2 separate regions of the Mus musculus genome follow, and region 2 is linked to region 1. A link is a contact called in public promoter capture Hi-C data. All regions are on one chromosome and are shown on one strand. The core of a region is the stretch at or near the end of the contact, and the rest is flanking DNA. Distances in the headings are between cores, read along the strand shown. Region 1 holds the start of Gpr62 (G protein-coupled receptor 62). Region 2 holds the start of Cacna2d2 (calcium channel, voltage-dependent, alpha 2/delta subunit 2).

Evidence for each region. Promoter capture Hi-C pulls out the DNA fragments that hold promoters and counts their contacts.
Region 2: a contact with region 1 is called in a promoter capture Hi-C map of hippocampal neurons, with 2.2 times the contacts expected there. The contact joins the promoter of Cacna2d2 here to the promoter of Gpr62 in region 1. A contact is called at or near these places in 1 of 39 promoter capture datasets (hippocampal neurons) and 1 of 115 datasets of contacts at active chromatin or transcription factors (embryonic stem cells).

What each region holds. Positions count from the first base shown.
Region 1 is chr9:106,464,574-106,467,374 of GRCm38.p6, forward strand. Gpr62 (G protein-coupled receptor 62) reads right to left here and starts at 1,412. Exons shown (of 1, transcript NM_001159652.2): 1 at 1-1,412. The coding sequence starts at 1,154. The coding sequence ends at 78.
Region 2 is chr9:107,398,520-107,401,320 of GRCm38.p6, forward strand. Cacna2d2 (calcium channel, voltage-dependent, alpha 2/delta subunit 2) reads left to right here and starts at 1,361. Exons shown (of 38, transcript NM_001174049.1): 1 at 1,361-1,764. The coding sequence starts at 1,550.

The sequences.
Region 1 (2,801 bases), core at 162-2,661:
TCTGCCATTCCAGCGACCTTCAGAGTACCAGCTACAACCTGATCTCACCCTCCTTTCCCCAACTCAGAAGAAATGTCTCAGGTGGCCTCTGACACACTCGGGGTCTGTCTTGCCAATTCTCGGGCCTGTTCTGGTGCCTCAGAAGGGCCTAGGACAGGGTCCTTGCGGAGTTCCTGGAGGCGCCGAAGGAGTGTCTGCAGGTGCCAGGCTTGCGATGTGCAGGCTTTCGGGGCCCGAGGCAGCGCTCGGCGGGTAAGGCGGCCCAGCGCCAGGCGCACCGGGCGCTGCAGCAGGCCATAGAGAAAGGGGTGAGCCGCGAAGGCGGAGTAGGCTACCCAGGTGACAGTAGCCTCGGCCGCTGCGGCGCGCGCCGCGGGCGCCAAGCACGCGCAGCCATAAGGCAGCCAGCAGGCTGCAAACTGGCCCACGGCCAGGGCTGGGGCCAGGGCCGCCTTGCCCCCCAGCAGACGTGGCCGGAGGGGCGGCAAGAAGGAGAGGCGACTGTCTAGAGAGTCGGAGCGGGGCCGGGTCCCGCGCGGAGGCCGGAGGGCGGCGCGCCGCGCCACCAGGAAGATGCTACCGTAGGCGGCCAACAGCAGGAGGGCGGGCAGCGCGAAGGCTAGCATCGCCCAGAGCGGCCGGAAGGGCCCGAGCCCCCCGGCCAGGACGGAGCAGCGAGCTGGGGCCGGAGGTGGCGCAGGCGGTGGCCCGAGCAAGGAGAGCGCGCCCAGGAGCGCGGCCGCGGACCACACCGCGGTGAGCACCAGCGCGGGCGCCGGGCGCGCGCCTGGCCGCAGCGGATGCACTATGAGGCGGTAGCGCGCCAGGCCGAGAGCGGCCACGCCGAGCGTGCATGCGGGGAGCAGAGCCGCCGAGAGGAAGCGCGCCGCTCGGCACGACGAGGGGTCCAGGGGCACAGTGCCCAGCCCGGGCGGCGCGGCCAGCAGGCCCAGAGGCATGATGGAGGCAGCCGCCAGCAGGTCCACGACGCACAAGTGCGCTAAGTAGAAGGCATCTTGAAGGTCCGGCGTGCGCAGCACCACCACGAGCAGAGTGCCGTTGCCCAGCACGGCCCCCACCTCTACGAGAACCGCCAGGATAAACCCCACCGAGCCCGCGAGTTCGGTGACGCTGAGCCCCGAGCCGTTGGCCATCTGAACGTTCAGGCTTCACTGGGGTTTGCTAGAGGAAGAGCGGAAATGGAGCCTCTGGCTCCAGGATTCCCATCACCTGTCCCATGCTCCTCAAGACCCCTCACCTCGTAGGCTGCCCAGGAGGTGACTCCAACGCCCAGGCTGCCATCTTCTTGTGGGGTTTGGTGGGCCCTATGGGTGGATGCAAGGCTGAGCCTGGCTCGGCTTTCTCCCCCTGCCCTAGCACAGCTCCAGCCACTCAGCCTCTGTGGAGATGGTACCGGCTGTCACTCTGATGCTCCCCTTTGAAGACACACACAGCTTAGTAAGGGAGGGGCAGGGCCTGGTGCCAGCCCCCTTGGCTCTAACAGCTGCCAGCTGGAGACTGGAGGCTCTTCTGTGAAACTGCCCGAGGGTACAGTTTACTGAGCCTAGACCCATACCCACCTTGCTCAGGAGTGCGACGTGGGGGCAGTTCGGTCAGACATTACTTTTCTCAAGGTAGCCCAGGAATCAGGAAAAACAAAAAACCGAAACTTTAGATGTGCTTGGAACCCCCAGGAGGTCTTGAGGGGAGGAGAGAGAGAAATCTCAGGGCATGGCACATAATGGCTGCTCAGTCAGTGTTACCTTGGCACCTCACCTTATGGAATACTTGTGAAGTGGGGGGCTTAGCAGAAAAATGGATGCTTAGCTGGTCTTGGACTTTGACTGCTGGCAAACCAGCTCTCTTCTAAAGCGCACCCTGCACATGCATCATTAGCACCACCCCTTCCCAACCTCAGAGCTCTGAAGCTTGAGCTAACAAGACCTACCACAAGAAGCACAGGCTCGGGCTGGTGAGATGGCTCAGTGGGTAAGAGCACCTGACTGTTCTTCTGAAGGTTCGGAGTTCAAATCCCAGCAACCACATGGTGGCTCACAACCATCCGTAACAAGATCTGACTCCCTCTTCTGGAGTGTCTGAAGACAGCTACAGTGTACTTACATATAATAATAAATAAATCTTAAAAAAAAAAAAGCACAGGCTCAGTATGTAGCATCTCTGCCTCCCTCCCCCAGGTAGGTGGCTCAAAAGGTAACTCCAGCGGGAGGGGCCCATGCTCCAGTTACAATCACCCAACTTCATGACAACTCTACCTAGACAGTGACAAGGAAGCAGGTGTCTGAAGGGCCTTCTCCCTTGAACCAGACTTGAGTGTCTCCCTAGGCAAACTCCTCAGGATAGAGCTTTCTTTTCTCCCACACCCGATCCAATTGGTCAAAGGTCCAGGGAATCTAGTCATTTCTTATCACCAATACCGCTGCCCCACCAACCCTGCTGCCCACTCAGAGCGTCTGTCCCAGCATTCCCCTAACTGGCCTTGCCTTTTTTGCTCCCGAGTCTCAAACTGCTCAGCTGATTTGTCCTTCGGTCCCTTCTCCACTCTACCTTCCTGTTCTCGACCTTCCCGGGCTTCGCTGGGGGAATATTCAGCCAACGGAAGTTCCCAGCAGAAAACTAGAGAGTGGGAAGAGGGAGGAAGCTATGATGTTTCCCCTCACAGCTTAGCCTAAGCCTCTACAGCCCTCTGTGGGAGACAGCCTCCAGCCTGAAGCTATGGCTTCCCTCATGGAGGCTCTTCTGTGTTCTCGTTCGTGCAAGACTTGCATGGTCACTGTCTCCTT
Region 2 (2,801 bases), core at 111-2,610, 930 kb after region 1:
AGATGTGCTCTTGTCAAGCCTTTATTTTTAGGAGTGGGGAAAGATGGGAAGCCCACAGCAGAGTTGAAAGTCAGGAAAGGTTGTCTGAGTCTATATCACTTCTGTACCCCTTGGCCCAGAGGCTACTGTTCTCTCCTCTCTCTGGAAAGTCGGTTGTGAGTAGATGTTGGGTGACCTACCCAGGCATGGGATGAGAGTCCTTGGACATCTCTGAACTGAGCCACCAACCAGTTAATAAGCCCTTAGTGTCTTGTTTGGCAGAGTCTGTGGGCAGCCAAAGGGGGTCCTGTGGCAGGGTGGCAGGGAGCATTCTCACCACTGTGGGTCAGCGTTGGGGGCTGGCAAAGTGGGGCTCAAGGGCCAACCTGAGCAGGTCCTTGGAATGCTCTTCGAAACTGTGAGTGCTTCTGCTACCAGACATTCAACCCCTTTCTCACTGCATCCTGGAAATGGCACTGCAGCCTTACAGGGGTATTCCTATGAAAAGGGAAGGCTCTGAGAAGGTGGCCCACACGCTGAATGTTACACACAGCTCATTGTTGTAACTACAGCAGGAAGATGCCAGGTCCCACCAGGACAAAAGTGAGTGGTTTATGCTAGACTGAGCTTCCTGCCTCTAGACGAGTCTGACCCGAAGCTGTGCAAGTCCAGGGAGCGGAGGCTTGGGCTCCGTGGCCCGTGTTGTCTGGACAGTAAAGTGGAGCAAAGCAAGAGCTGAGGTATCCCGCTTCCTTCAGTCCCCACATCTGTGCCGCTGGACTCTCTTCCAAGGAACTAGGAGAACCAAGATCCGTTTTTCTGCCAAGGGCTGCCCCCCCCACGCCCCCAACCCCCTCACCCCGATCCCCACAGAAAGAAATCTTGAGGTAGCTGGAGCTTCTTCTGTGGGTGTGACAGGACTGCCATTCTCCTCTGTAGTCTGCAGAAGCCTGCCATTCCACCATTTAAACCTGTGACTCCAGGCCTTAAGCCTGTTGAAGGTCGAGTCCCAGAAGGGTCATATGTGCAACTGCCTAGGGAGAGTTCCCACTCGCAGGGCCAAGAGGAGTCCCCCGGTCTGAGGTGTGGGGGCGGGGACGTGCACTGGGCGCTGGGACCACGGCTGGGGCTCAGGACTCGCGAGCTTGGATTCGGATCGGTTTGCGCGAGCCAGTAGGGCAGGCTCCGGGGTGAACGGGGACGAGGGGCGCGCGGGCACAGGCGGGCGCGTGACCGCGGCGGGGGCGCGCGGAGGCGGGCCGGCCAAGGAGAGGGAGGGAGGGAATGAGGGAGGGAGCGACAGGGGAGGGCGGCGCCGGCAGGTTGGCGGCGGCCGCTATTTGAGCGCAGGTCCCGGGCCAGGCGCTCAAAGCGCTTGGAGCCAGCGCGGCGGGGAGATCGCTGCGCGCAGCCCGCAGAGGCGCTGCGGCCAGTGCAGCCCCGGAGGCCCCGCGCGGAGAAGGAGGTGGAGAAGAGGCCGGCTTTCCGCCCGCCGCCCGCGCCCCCCCACCTCCATCCCGCCGCCGCCGTCCCCCCTCCCTCCCCGCGGCGCCGCATCTTGAATGGAAACATGGCGGTGCCGGCTCGGACCTGCGGCGCTTCTTGGCCCGGCCCGGTGCGGACCGCTCGCCCCTGGCCCGGTCGCGGCCCCCGGCCCTGCCCTGACCCCCGGGGCCCAGCGTCCGGGCCCGCACGCCCGCTCTTGCTCTTGCTGCCGCCTCTGTTGCTTTTACCGCTGCTCACCGCCCCCGGCGCCTCTGCCTACAGCTTCCCCCAGCAGCACACGTAAGTGGCCTCAGCCGGCCGCGGGACCCCGCAGAGCCCCGCGCTCCCTTGCGCCCCTCAGCCCGCGTCTGCCCCTCCACTCTCCACTCCGGGTGTCGGGGCGGGGGCTCTGGTTCCCATGGCATGCTGCAAGTGAGGGTGTCGGCTACAAACCCCCGTGGGCTGGCAGCCAGGGTCCCGGAGCTTCTGGCTGCGTCGCGAAACTTCCTTGCGGTGCCCTGCTTCCCATAGACCGCCCCCACCCCACCCCCTGCAACGGGACAGAGCAAAACATCTTCAAGCTTAGGGATGGGGTGGGGGTCGAGTCTGCCAGTTTATACTCCTGCCACTGTCCGGTGATAGAGGAGCCTGAGGTTGGTCGAGAGAATGGCCAACGACCCCTGCCCGGTAGACTTGGAGCCAGGCATCTGCCCAGTGTTTTATCCCTGGTGGGAACCTGGCGCTTTAGAGTCAGACGTGGGGTTACATCCACACCTGTCTTCTTGGGCCTTTTCCTTGGGGGGGGGGAGCGATACTGGATGCAGAGGGTGCCAGCGCCTTCTTGCTTCGGTCAATGTCACCTGTTCTTGATCGCCCACCTGAGGGGACGTCCCTGGATAGCTCAATAAGGAGGTAAAGGTGCTGGGGTTGGGTCAGAAGGTGAATGACAGGGAGGACCCCTGCCTGCTCCTGATGCTGACACTGTCGCTCCTGCTACCAACTGGGTAATAGCATTTCCAGGTTCTGCCAGCTCTTGCTAGTGGTTATTATGGTCAGTCTGAGCCTCTTCACCTTCCCCAAGATCTGGTAGAGTCGGGCAGATGTGTCTGGATAAGGAGTGGGTATTCTGCATGTGGCCTTTAGGACAACATCTGTTTCTTGACACCGTGCCTTAGCCATATGTCAGTGTCCAGACACCCTTTGGGGCATGGCAACCACCGTGCTTCTGTTTCCTGTCCTCAGCTTTAAGGAGCCACCTGTCCCCAGACTCCTTCACGAATGTCCTGGCCTAGGTTTGGGCATGAGAGGGAAGGGTCTGGCCCCAGAAAAGAGCCTGA